Regions from separate parts of the Sus scrofa genome. Here regions 1 and 3 are each linked to region 2. Evidence: chromatin contacts called from public Hi-C and HiChIP or PLAC-seq data. All regions are on one chromosome and are shown on one strand. Each heading gives the region's core, a stretch centred on a gene start, on an enhancer-like site or on the middle of the called end of the contact. The rest is flanking DNA. Distances are from core to core; before and after follow the strand shown. Region 1 overlaps LOC106505208. Region 2 holds the start of NET1 (neuroepithelial cell-transforming gene 1 protein). Region 3 overlaps LOC106505208.

What was found. A called contact is a pair of places that touch in the nucleus more often than the background predicts. HiChIP or PLAC-seq counts read pairs in DNA pulled down with a chosen protein or histone mark.
Region 1: a Hi-C map of retroperitoneal adipose tissue shows a contact between it and region 2, with 4 times the contacts expected there. The contact joins the enhancer-like site here to the promoter of NET1 in region 2. A contact is called at or near these places in 2 of 5 promoter capture datasets (fetal skeletal muscle and liver), 26 of 47 Hi-C or Micro-C datasets (blood, brain, embryonic fibroblasts and 14 more) and 2 of 2 datasets of contacts at active chromatin or transcription factors (alveolar macrophages and skeletal muscle).
Region 3: a contact with region 2 is called in an H3K27ac HiChIP or PLAC-seq map of skeletal muscle. The contact joins the enhancer-like site here to the promoter of NET1 in region 2. A contact is called at or near these places in 6 of 47 Hi-C or Micro-C datasets (embryonic fibroblasts, fetal skeletal muscle, omental adipose tissue and 2 more) and 1 of 2 datasets of contacts at active chromatin or transcription factors (skeletal muscle).

The regions. Positions count from the first base shown.
Region 1 is chr10:65,311,783-65,315,374 of Sscrofa11.1, forward strand. All of the region lies in intron 3 of LOC106505208, which reads right to left. Among named protein-coding and RNA genes, the nearest start is that of ASB13, 39 kb to the left of the region's middle. Within about 2 kb of position 1,824, at least 44 of the 83 cell types and tissues checked have an H3K27ac peak or open chromatin away from gene starts, as enhancers often do. A contact at or near this core is called in brain, fetal liver, fetal skeletal muscle and 3 more, where this site is marked.
Region 2 is chr10:65,436,468-65,440,198 of Sscrofa11.1, forward strand. It overlaps NET1 (neuroepithelial cell-transforming gene 1 protein), which reads right to left and starts at 1,879. Exons shown (of 11, transcript XM_003130825.6): 1 at 1,669-1,879. The coding sequence starts at 1,761.
Region 3 is chr10:65,335,880-65,339,966 of Sscrofa11.1, forward strand. The region is part of intron 3 of LOC106505208; the gene reads right to left. Among named protein-coding and RNA genes, the nearest start is that of ASB13, 63 kb to the left of the region's middle. Within about 2 kb of position 2,527, at least 7 of the 83 cell types and tissues checked have an H3K27ac peak or open chromatin away from gene starts, as enhancers often do. A contact at or near this core is called in fetal skeletal muscle and skeletal muscle, where this site is marked.

The sequences.
Region 1 (3,592 bases), core at 574-3,073, 120 kb before region 2:
CGTCTGCGACCTACACCATAGCTCACAGCAATGCTGGATCCCCAACCCACTGAGCGAGGCCAGGGATCGAACCCGAGTCCTCACGGGTACTAGTCGGATTTGTTAACCACTGGGCCACAACGGGAACTCCTAAGCTCCTGTTTCTTGAGCTGCCACTTTGTGACATGGGAACGGTCCTGGGGATTGAGTTCTTTCTTTGTTTTTCAGACAAAAGGTTCTGAGTGATCAGACCATTTATTCAAGGTGTCTGCACGTCTCAGAACAGCCGAGCCAGTCCATTCCGCATTCCTTGTCTGGAAAGGCGCCTTTTCCCTTAGTCAGTGCTCTCTGGAGGCACGGGGCCTCCTGGCTGCCCTGGGACCGTCACTGGCTTGAGGGACTCCTCTGTTCACAGTCTCATCAAAACAAAACAAAAAAAAAACCAACACAAAAATTGTATTTCATGACTGTGTTGGTACAAAGATGAATATAATCCAGGCTGGATTATTATATATTCGTCGTCATCATTATTAGTTTTAATGGCCACACCCCAGGCATATGGAAGTTCCCAGGCCAGGGACTGAATTGGAGTCACAGTTGCGACTTAGGCTGCAGCAATACCAGACCCTTTAACCCACTGCACTGCACAGCAACCTGAGCCACCCTGGTCTGATTCTTTACCGCAGCAGGGACTCCTATATTCATCATTATTATATTCATTTTTTTCCTTCAGATTTTACAGGAACTCCAAGTTGAAACGTTTTCGCTGGCCCTTAGAAGCATTACGGGCCGAGCACTGCACCTTCTGTGCCTAGAGAAAAGCCAGCCTGTGTGTCTCAGCCTGATGAGGCGACAGCTGGGGGTTTGTCACCAGAGGGTGGGGGTGGGGAGGCAGGACGCTGAAGGCAAGTGGGGTCTGAGCTCAGTAATGGCTGAAGCCAGAACCAGGGAGGTCCCTGAGGTGGCGTTGTAACCACAGCAGTCACCTCCTTGAAGCCTGGGTTCCTCCGTGCAACAGGCCGGGACCTGGAGCCTGGGGCCCAGGCTGCAGTGCTTACACCCGGACAAACCGACTCCTCCAGCAACAAAACAAACTATAAGGCACTAAAAATAACTGTGTGCTTGCACAGTTGGGGCAAATTATGGACAAGAAGATACAAAAAAACTAAAAACCCAACTGCCACTCCTGAAGAGGCCAGAGCAAAAGAAGGGAACTGCACATGCTCCCTGCACAAAAATACCACCAAAGGGGTGGGGAAGACCACCTAAGCCTACCCTCAAGCCCGACTCCCAGACCCTCCCCTCCCCTTACCCCAAATAAGGAATTCGCTTGTCCCCCCACCCAGCAGGCCAGCAAGGGAAACTTTTCACTCCCGCTGATGCAGTGGAGGCCAAGAACCCAGGAGGGTAACATCTGCATGTCTGCAACTCTCACGGACGAGGCTAAAACTTCATCCCAAAATGGTGCTTGGCCACTGCAAGAGTCTCCCTACACACAGGCCCTTTCGCTTCCCTGGGGGTGAAAAGGGCCCCGCAGGGCAAAGCTTCCGGGAAGGGTGGCCAGCCTGCCATTTTGGTGTTTGGCCACAAGGGGGCACCAATGGTCCAGCCTCCAGCCCAGTATTATCAGCTGTCCGCCCAGGCCTGGCCTGGTCTGCTGAGCTGTGCGAAGCCTGGGCCAGAGCTGGGTGTTTCTCTAGAAGGCCCCTCTCTCCTGCTACCCTCAGTGAGCCCTGTAACACAGGACACCGAAGGCAACACAGTTACAGGAAAACCCTGATCAGGGAGGTGGACCTGGGCTGCCACCGCCCCTGTCGCCACTGAGCTGTGTGGCTCTGGGGCAGGAGTGTCACCTCCCCGGCCTCGGCCTCCTCACTGAAATACTCAGAGCAGACTGTAAAGATCTGAGGTCACTTCTGCTCTGAATTTTAATTCTGCAGGAAATATGGCTGGGCCAAAAAATAGCTGCACACATGGCCAGTTTCCTGTTTCTGCTCTGCCGTGACCTTGGCTGGGTGACCTGGTGCCAGTCACTTTCCCTCTCTGGTTCTTGCTTGCTCACTGTGAGAAAGAGGCCTTTCAATGGGCCACCAGCCTGTCTGCAGTGTCCCTGGTGAACTTCGACTTCTGCTGAGAAAGGGGAGGCATCTCAGACCAAGGGGACTGGATGCAGGCAGCTCCACACCTGGAAACCAGACCCTTCTGCCCCCAAGTCTCTGAGGCCTGGAGGAACTGCTGGTTCTGGGGGAGCAGAAACACCCCCTGATCCTCCAACAAGGGTTCCCACTGACTTTTCTTGGAACCCCCTGTGATGAGGGGCGCTGACCTGTTGCTTTTGTGGGAAGTGTCTCCAGGACACTGGGAATTCCAACATCCCGTGTCTCCAGCATGTGGCCCTAGGCTGGCAGCAGTTCCCCCAGGAGCAGAAGTGGGGCAGAAGAGTCAGCTGAGCACTGATTAAAACTACAGAGCTCTAGACCTGTTCCTGGAATTGATTTTGTACATCTGCCCCCCCCCAAATCAGCATTCTTTTATTTATTTGCTTTTTAGGGCCACACCCATCGCATATGGAAGTTTCCAGGCTAGGGGTCAAATCAGAGCTACAGCTGCCCGCCTAGGCCGCAGCCACAGCTATGCGGGATCTGAGTCGTGTCTGCGACCTACACCACAGCTCACGGCAACACGGGATCCTTAACCCACTGAGCAAGACCAGGGATCGAACCCGCATCCTCATTGATCCCAGTTGGGTTCGTTAGCACTGAGCCACGACGGGAACTCCCGAAATCAGCATTCTTTCAACCAGCCGCCAGGTGAAAGAGTGCCATAGAAATGTTGAAAGAACAAGTAATTTTCATTAGTGGGTGGGTTTTTTTTTTTTTTTTTTTTTGGTTTCTTCTTGTTTTAAATTGTATCTCAGCACCTTGGAATTTGGGGAAGGGGGATGTAAAAATAGCCATTTTTCAGAGCCAGGCTTTCTCGTCTCTTGTTTAGTCTGGGGCTGTGTCCTTGGCTTCTCCAGGGCTGCGGTCACTGTGGAACCGTGGAATGCTGGTGGCAGGGCCCAAGTGGCACCCCTCAGCCCCCCAAGCCTGCCTGGGGGAGCTGGCCGAGGGTGCCTCTCCTCCCGGGGAGGCGGGGGGGGAACCTTAGAGGCCAGAACCCAGGTTCTCTCCTTCCACTGCACCAGCATGTGACAACCACCTAAACCACAGAAGCCAAGTGCGGGCACCTGAGGGCTGCCTCCTTTGCCTTCCCACCTAGTCCACCCCCTCCTAAGCCCAACCCCGCTCCAGGCAGGGTGACCTCGCCGCCCTCCTCCTACCCTGTCCCCCTGAGGGTGGGCTGCTCCAGGTACTGCCGGGAGCCCAGCCTAACCTCTGACCTCGGCGGGGCAGGGGTCCCCAGACCCCCTTGGGGTTGCCTCCCCTTATCAGCCCCCGACCCCCCCCCCCCCCAGCGGCACTCTCTCCCCTGCTCCATAAGCCAGGCTCCCAAACCAGTCATAACAAGCTCACAAAAGAGGAAAGGAGGGGAAATGTTTTAAAAAATGTATCTTGGCCTCAAAACCCCAGGACCGGATTCCCTTCCAAGCCACATAAAACAGCGAAGTGAC
Region 2 (3,731 bases), core at 629-3,128:
GGGTCCACCTGCATCTGCCCTTCGGCAGACACAGGAGCAGGGACAGGGTTTGGAGGTGATGAAGGGGGTAAGGGGCCTTCTACATTTTCGTCACCCCCAAATAAGGTGGACATAGGGTTTGGTTATGGAGACCGTGAACAGCATCATGGTGGCTACAAGAAGCTTCAAGAATGAGCACAGATAACTGAAACTGCGCTCCTCAAAAGAGAATCTGAAAATCGACGGGAAGAGAGAAAGAACACCAACAAGTTTACATGCTCAAGGAACTTTCTACTGAAGGCAACCTTTCACCAGGGCTAAGGTTCACTTAGACAGGGGAAAAAACCCCAACACCCTCTAATATAAATTCATGTTGTTTATTTAGGTTAGCTTTTAACCAGCCTATCTAGTTTAAACTAGTAGGCAATCACATGCATTGTTATAGGGTCTGCCTTGAGACCAAATTTTTAATCAATCTATTTATTTTACTAATCTAGTTGCAGTCAGATTTCATACTTAAAAGATCTTGGGAAAATTCTATTGAGAACCCAGGTTTTTTGTAAAAAAGGTTTTTTCTCCTAATGTTGTCAAAAAAAGAAAAAGTCAAATTTAATTGTTTATTTAAGGCTGTGTTGCTAAAAACCCGGGAACACTCCTAGTGTTTTTAATCTTTGAATAAAGGTATGCCAGAAGCATGGCCAGTGTCTGATACCAAACAAAAAGACTAATTCTTGATGGTGCAGAAAATGATCTGTTTTAGTATTTACACCCATGACCACTTCTGAGAAAACTGAAACACATACACAAAAGCCAAGGCCAAACACACACAAAAACAAAACCCAAGCCAAATCACACCAAATGAAAGCCTACCTTCTAAAGATGGCAGCTAGTTTAACGACCAAAAGGTGTGTGCGCGACGCAGGGCTCTACCAAGACGGAGGATACACTGCCCTTACCAAGCACCAAGACAGTGTACACCACCGACATCTACCGTGGTGCACTGCAGAAACAATGCCCAGAGTCCCGCATCGACAATCAGAAGTAAATAAAATGGCATAAACGCCACTTATTTTGGTAAAGGTTCATAAAGACTTTAAAAAAGTATAATGGCTTCAGGTACTTGAAGGAAGGAAGGCAGGAGTGTCTGAATAATGACTCACTGGCTTAAATACTTTAACATGGTTTTCTTTCTGAAGAACAAAAGTCTCACATGAGGAATTTATTAGATGTGGAAAGAAAATTAAAAGTGAACACCAGGTCGGAGGGCTTTTTGTTCGCTAGCATGCACTTGCAAGGGAGGGTTTCTTATTTTCCTCTTACTCCACAAGGCAGCTCCTAAGACTTAACAGGTAATACACATAAATGCAGCTCAAGCAAACAACCCACCCCCGCAACCCAAATAAACAGCTGTAATAAGCAACAGAAATCTAACCAAATTGAACAGCATATATATTTAAAATCTTTCCTCTGTGTAAAAGTTTGTGTACACTCAAGCTATGCTATGTATAAATTTAATCTGTAGCATAGTCCCGAAACACATTTCAAACCCGCCTGTAAATCGAGGTCATACACTGCAATATTCGGTACGATCCAAGGTTACGTTTAAAATTCTACTGTCATAGCGGGTCAAAGCCGTCCCGGTCCCAGGGACCTAGAGGGCACGCCTTCGGCTTTGCTCTGCAGCCTTACCTCTTGCTCCCGGAAGGACTGACTGTTAACATCCAGGACTCGTATAGTCCTCTTAATAGGCAGGAGACCCCCGACCTCGTCATGCGCCACCATGCTTCCCGTCCCCGGCAGCCCTCGGACTGAGCCCGCCGAGTCGGCCCTGCAGGACGCCCCCCGCTCCCGTGGGCGCTCAGCCGTCCCAGGCAGCCATTTGCCCGCCTCCCCGGCGGCGCGGCTTCTGCGGGCGGCCGAGGATCCCGCAGCCCTCCAGGCTCCGTGGGCGGGGCCGGGCGCCGGCTCCGGGGGCGGCACCTGAGGCCACGTGACTGCTAACTGACAGCCCGGCACACCTAGGCCTCTGGCTGGCTCGCTGCGAGGGAGAGAGAAAGCTCTGAATCCAAGGGTTGGGAATTGGCAGGGTGAGCCCAGAGGGGAAGGGAAACTGGGTTAATGGGAGGCTTTTCCTGATGCAAAAAGCCTTTCCAGAGACCAGCCGATTGCTTATCGAGGTTGCTTGCCCTCCTTAGGACTTAGTTGCAGACAAGGATCCTTTTTCTATAAAACCTGAGTACCTAGAGAGTAGTTTAGTACGGACACCTTGACAACTTTAAGAAAATCGTAAGTCAGAGTTAAATAACGTATACACTAAAGAAAAGCCTAATTATCCAGGGACCTTGCTTTTATCTTACTTAAGTGCAAACATTTTCACAATTGTGAGATTATCCAAGCCTTTACAAACTGGTTCTCACCGTTCTCAAGACCAACAGAGTAAGCACAGTAGGCAGGCTTCAGTTCCCTCTCTTCCTAAAGTAAGTCTTCTGTGGGGCTATGGGCAGCAGTATAATTGAACTACCTCGAATTTTAAAGTTCAGTGTTTCTTACACTTACAGAATATAGATATTTCTTCTATATACGTAAAAAACATGATACCTGTGTAAGAGATTTTTTAATAAGAAATACATAAAAGATGATTTCTTCCCTAAAAATATATAACAGGTTGAAGAGTAAATACTACAGAATAATAGTGGTCAGAGACTATAAGGACAAATAATGTATAAAAAACAATTTACTGAAGTTTGCAGCACAGTGTTACTTCTTGCAGGAAGGACCAATGCTATCCTTCTATAAACACCAGTGTTTAGGATGCATTCAGGATGATATTAATAATCTGACTTTCTATTTTGCAATTTTTGAAAATCACAATAGCCAAGACATGGAAACAACCCTAAGGGTCCACTGACAGATGTATGGGTTCGGAAGATGTGGTATATATACACAATGGAATACTACTCAGCCACGAAAAAGAACAAAATAATGCCATTAGCAGCAGCATGGATGGAACTAGAGACTCCCATATTAAGTCAGAAAGACAAATACTATATGATATGATACCATATGATATGTGAAATCTAATAAATGGCACAATGAGCCTTTCCACAGAAAAAAAAATCATGGACATGGAGAACAGACTTGTGGTTGCCGAGGGGGAGGGGGAGGGAGTGGGATGGACTAGGAATTTGGGGTTAATAGATGCAAACTATTGCCTTTGGAATGGATAAGCAATGAGATCCTGCTCTCTGGCACTGGGAACTATATCTCGTCACTTATGATGGAGCATGATAATGTGAGAAAAAAGAATCTATACGTGTATGTGTAACTGGGTCACCATGCTGTACAGTAGAAAACTGACAGAACACTGTACACCGGCTATAATGGAAGAAAAAAATTAAAGAGAAATTTTTGAAAAAGTAATGGTGATTATACTTCATCTCTTCTTTATTACCAGGTCACACCTGGGCAAACGTGTGGTGCAGCTAGCCTTAAGAGTGGCTGTTTCTTGTAGACAGTTCTATTCTATATAGCATTAAAGTGGAAGTACCTTAGACATCACAGAATCTAGTGCCCTAATTTAACAGGTAAGAACATTGATCTGCCTGAGCCCTAGAGCTTACAAGAAGCCAGAAGTCTGGTTCAGTTAGTTTCAACAGTTAAAAAATAGTTGTGAGTAAGGCCAATACTTTACAGCTACTTAGTTTCATAGGGAATAAAGGACTGAGGCAGAGTAGCAGTTAGGTAAGAAGTTG
Region 3 (4,087 bases), core at 1,277-3,776, 100 kb before region 2:
CCCGCCTAGAACCCTTCTGACGGCAGCTCGCCCCCCGCACGTGCGTCCCAGACGTGGGCTATTTGCAGGACGCCTGGCCCCCCGCGATGCTAAATGTGTAGCAGCAGGGGGGCTGCGTGTGTGCCGGCTGAGGTCATGGTTATTCGTTTGGAGGAGAGGCGTTTGGTTTATAAAACCCCAGCAACTCCACGGGGAGGGCCTTTCGGGGAAGAAAACCAGCCCGGGGTTCGCTTCCTGTTCCGACGCCGGTGGGATCAGCGCTGACATCACTGGCCCTGGACGGGCTCTGGGCGAAGTTGCCTTTTGGAGGAGGCGGCTGTGAGTCATGGTGATTTATGGCAAACCCACCAAAAATGTGGCGGATGCGTACAGGCCCCAACCAGAAGGCACAGAAACTGCTAGGAAATTACATGAGGGGTCGGAAATGGACATGTGGGGGCTTTGCAAGAGGCTTTGGGACAAGTCGCTTTCTGGAAACTTTTGTAATATCAAAGTGCGGGGGAGGGGCCAGGCGCTTTCTCACTCCCTCTCCGCGCTTAGGGTATGCACGCCCGTGAACTTGTTAAACCGTGTCGGGGGTGGCGGGCAGCGGGGGGGTTAATCCACCCACCACAACAGCACATCTGAGACCCATCTTCTACCTTGGTCACAGCTGGCCGCAATGCCAGATCCTCAACCCACTGAGCACGGCCAGGGATCGAACCTGCCTCCTCACCAACACTGTGTCAGGTCCTTAACCTACTGAGCCACAACGGAAACTCTTGTATTTCTGATACTTTTAAACCACACATATAGAGGAGAAGTTTCAAGAAAAAAAATCTGTCTCCTTTAATTGGTCATTTAGAAATGACGGGGGTGGGGGTCAGTTTCCTGAAATGGGCTTCCTGCTGTGCCCAGGGACGGTCCTCCCCTCGGGTGGGGTCTGGGCAATTCTACGCCCTCCTCCGTCATCGGCACCTCACAGAGGACACAGGACTCCATCCTTCAGAACACGCACTCTCACGGGACACCCTGCATGGCCTGGATGGAGTCTCCCTCCTTTCTTTCTTCCTTCTTTTTTTTTGGCTTTTCTAGGGCCGCACATGTGGTATATGGAGGCTCCCAGACTAGGAGTCTAATTGCAGCTGTAGCTGTCAGTCTACGCCAGAGCCACAGCAATGCAGGATCCGAGCTGTGTCTGCGACCTACACCACAGCTCACGGCAGCACTGGATCCTTCACCCACTGAGCGAGGCCAGGGATCGAACCCGCAACCCCATGGTTCCTAGTCCGATTCGCTAGCCATGACGGGAACTTCAGGCTTCGCCCTCCTTTCATAGCATCTCAGCTCCCTATCATATCTGGGGCCCTGAACTCCATTCTTTTTTGTGCTGTCCTTAAAATATTTTAGGTCCATTTGTCAGCTTGCCTCTCCAAATTTCAAGCAGGTCCCTTGTGTCATTTTCATCTAAACTCTTTCTCTTTTTTCTTTTCTTTTCCTCCCTCCCCTCCTTCCTCCCTTCTCTCCCTCTATTTTCTTTCTTTCCTTTTCCAGCTTTGTTGAGCTATACTACAGACCACACTGTGCAGGTCGAAGTTGCACAAAGTATCGATTTGATGTGTGTACAGCAAAATCATTGTAACCAGCAACGAGGTTGGTGACTTGAAAAACAAGGGATGCCTCCCGAATTTGGGGGTCACTCTTGCTCAAGGGTCATGCTAATTGTCTCTGCATTGTTCCAATTTTAGCCCTTTAGTTATTTCTAATTGATTAGCTCCATGCCTCATAGGCATCGGGAAGTAAATGCAGGAGGCAGTTGTGTGTGAATTTCACTGCTAGTTTCCTGTCTGAATTCTAAGAACCTGGAAATCAAGGACTTCCAGGCATCAGCACCAAGTCTGCAGAATAGGACAGAGGAGGAGTTCTGAACATCAGGGTGTGAACACTCAAGAGCAGGAAAAATGCCCCAGAGAAGGTCGTGAAACCTCGCAGGTCATGAAACCTCGCAGGTCATGGGTCATTGCATTTGCCTCCTGGGTGGCCCAGGAGCAGTTGCTGCAGGTGTGGCCCAGAGGGGCTCCCAGGACAGGGCTGATGGAAAGCACAGCTGCAGTGGGCTCCTCCATGTCCTCCCAGAGGTGTGCCCAGGGGGAGCTCAGCCCAAGACCCTGTGACAAGCACAGCTTCGGGCTGTGGCGTCACGGGGCTTGGAGGCTGTGAGTCCTGCTCAGTCCGAGGGGGCACATTCCAGGGGATCGGTTTGCAGTGCTGGGCGCACATGGGCCACCCCGGGGCCAGGCCAGCTGCCCCTTCACCGCTGGCCCAGCTCCGGCCATTCATCTCCCGCAGCTGTTGGGCGAGAACAACAGGTGAAAGCAGCCCTGGCCCATTGTCCCAGGAAGCCTTTAGCCACGCTGGCCACCCCCGCGCTGTGGCGCAGAGCTCCAGCTTCGAGCCCTTCATGCTGGCAGGCCAGCTCTGTGCACTGCGACCTGGAAAGACCTCATTCCAGACCTCGACTCAAAAGGTCCCCACGTCTGGGCCTGGGAGGCCTCCCGGGGGCCTCTCAAGGGGCTGGTGAGAGGCAGCGACAGGTGCGTGCGGCCCTGGAGCTCAGCCCGGCCCTGACGCTGCAGGGCAGGGGACGCTCCGGTCACATGTGCACAGGCCGCAAGTGGGGGCTCCTGCAGGCTGGGCCCCGTCACCAGTGCACAGCTGGGGGCACCTAATGTTTCCCGTGCCTTCGTCAGCCCACCTCCCCAAATCTCCAAGCTGACCCCTGGGAGAGGTCATTTTATCTTCTAAGTCCTTTCTAATGGCTTAGCTGGGAGATCTGTACACACAGTTATCCTTGTGGGGGCGGCGGGGGGGGGAGGTAAAAAGCAAAATGCAACTGTGTTTGCACTGCATCCTGTCCAAATTCTGAGGAACTAAAGTGAAGCTATCAAGGCGTCCTGGATACGTCTGCTACATATGACAGAACGACCCAGGAAGACGGAAGGTCAGGGCCTTGGGGGGAGTGGCGAGGAGGGCTGTGAAGGTTGGGGGTGCCCTCAAGCCCGGTTGGGGGTGCTCTGGTGGAACCCCGGCTCAGCCACTGTTCTGTCCTGCAGCCTCGGCGCCCGTTACCTCCTTGAGAGGCAAGGCCAGCCCCAACTCCCTCCTTGCTCTGCTCCGCCCGCTCAGACACCGTCTCACCTCTTTGTCACTTCATCACCATTTTTCTCTTCTTGGGGCAGGGGAGCAGTGAGTATGGGGACCGACAGAGTCACCCTGAGGCTGGGAACAAAGTTTGGAGCAGGGAGGCACTTTGGCCCCCAGCTCATGAAAAGAATGATGGAAAAAAAGCACAGAAGGCTGGTGAGTCTCTGGACAGCATCAAGTTAAATTTTAAGGGAAACGTGTGATTTCCCCGCAAGCAGCCTGATGCGGGGGAGGGGGTGGGTGTGTCGGGGGGGGGAGCAGGCCCCTTCCATGCCCGCTGTGGGGGCACCACAGAACAGAGCTGCTCCCGAAGCCGGGCATGGGAGGGTGGACTCGGGGCTTGGGTCTGCCCGACGGGGCGGGGGCGTCTTTGTCCACCCAGGGCTCCTCTCCCTTCCTCCTTGTCTGCGCAGCCCAGCAGGCAGCCTGGCCCATCACAGCTGGGCCCAGCTGTCACCAGCACAGTCACTGGCACAGAATGAGGGGAGCGGGTAGGAGCTGGGACAATTCGCCTGCCAACCCCGCGCCTCCAGGGTTTGAAATTCTGGGCACCAGCCTCACTCCTCAAGGAACGACTTTAAAAGATGCCATTTAATTAGGCTGCTGCAGTCATCAAGGGGGCAATTAGCGAGCGTCCCTTTATTGGATTTTCTGGAAACTGTGTCTGAAACTGTGGAGTCACCATTCTCTCCTCCCTCCGCCTCCGCCTCCCCCAGGCCCTGCCTGCCTGTCTCCCGTTCTGATCAGGGCCCTGGGGGCTGTTTCTCTGATCCCATCCAGACGGCTTTCCTGACGGCCCCACCTGGCCTCCCTCCCTGCACCATTTTAAGCCTTTGACAGTTGCCCACTGGCCACAGGTTGAGGACTAAGCCCCTCACTCAGCTTGAAGACAGATGCCTTCATT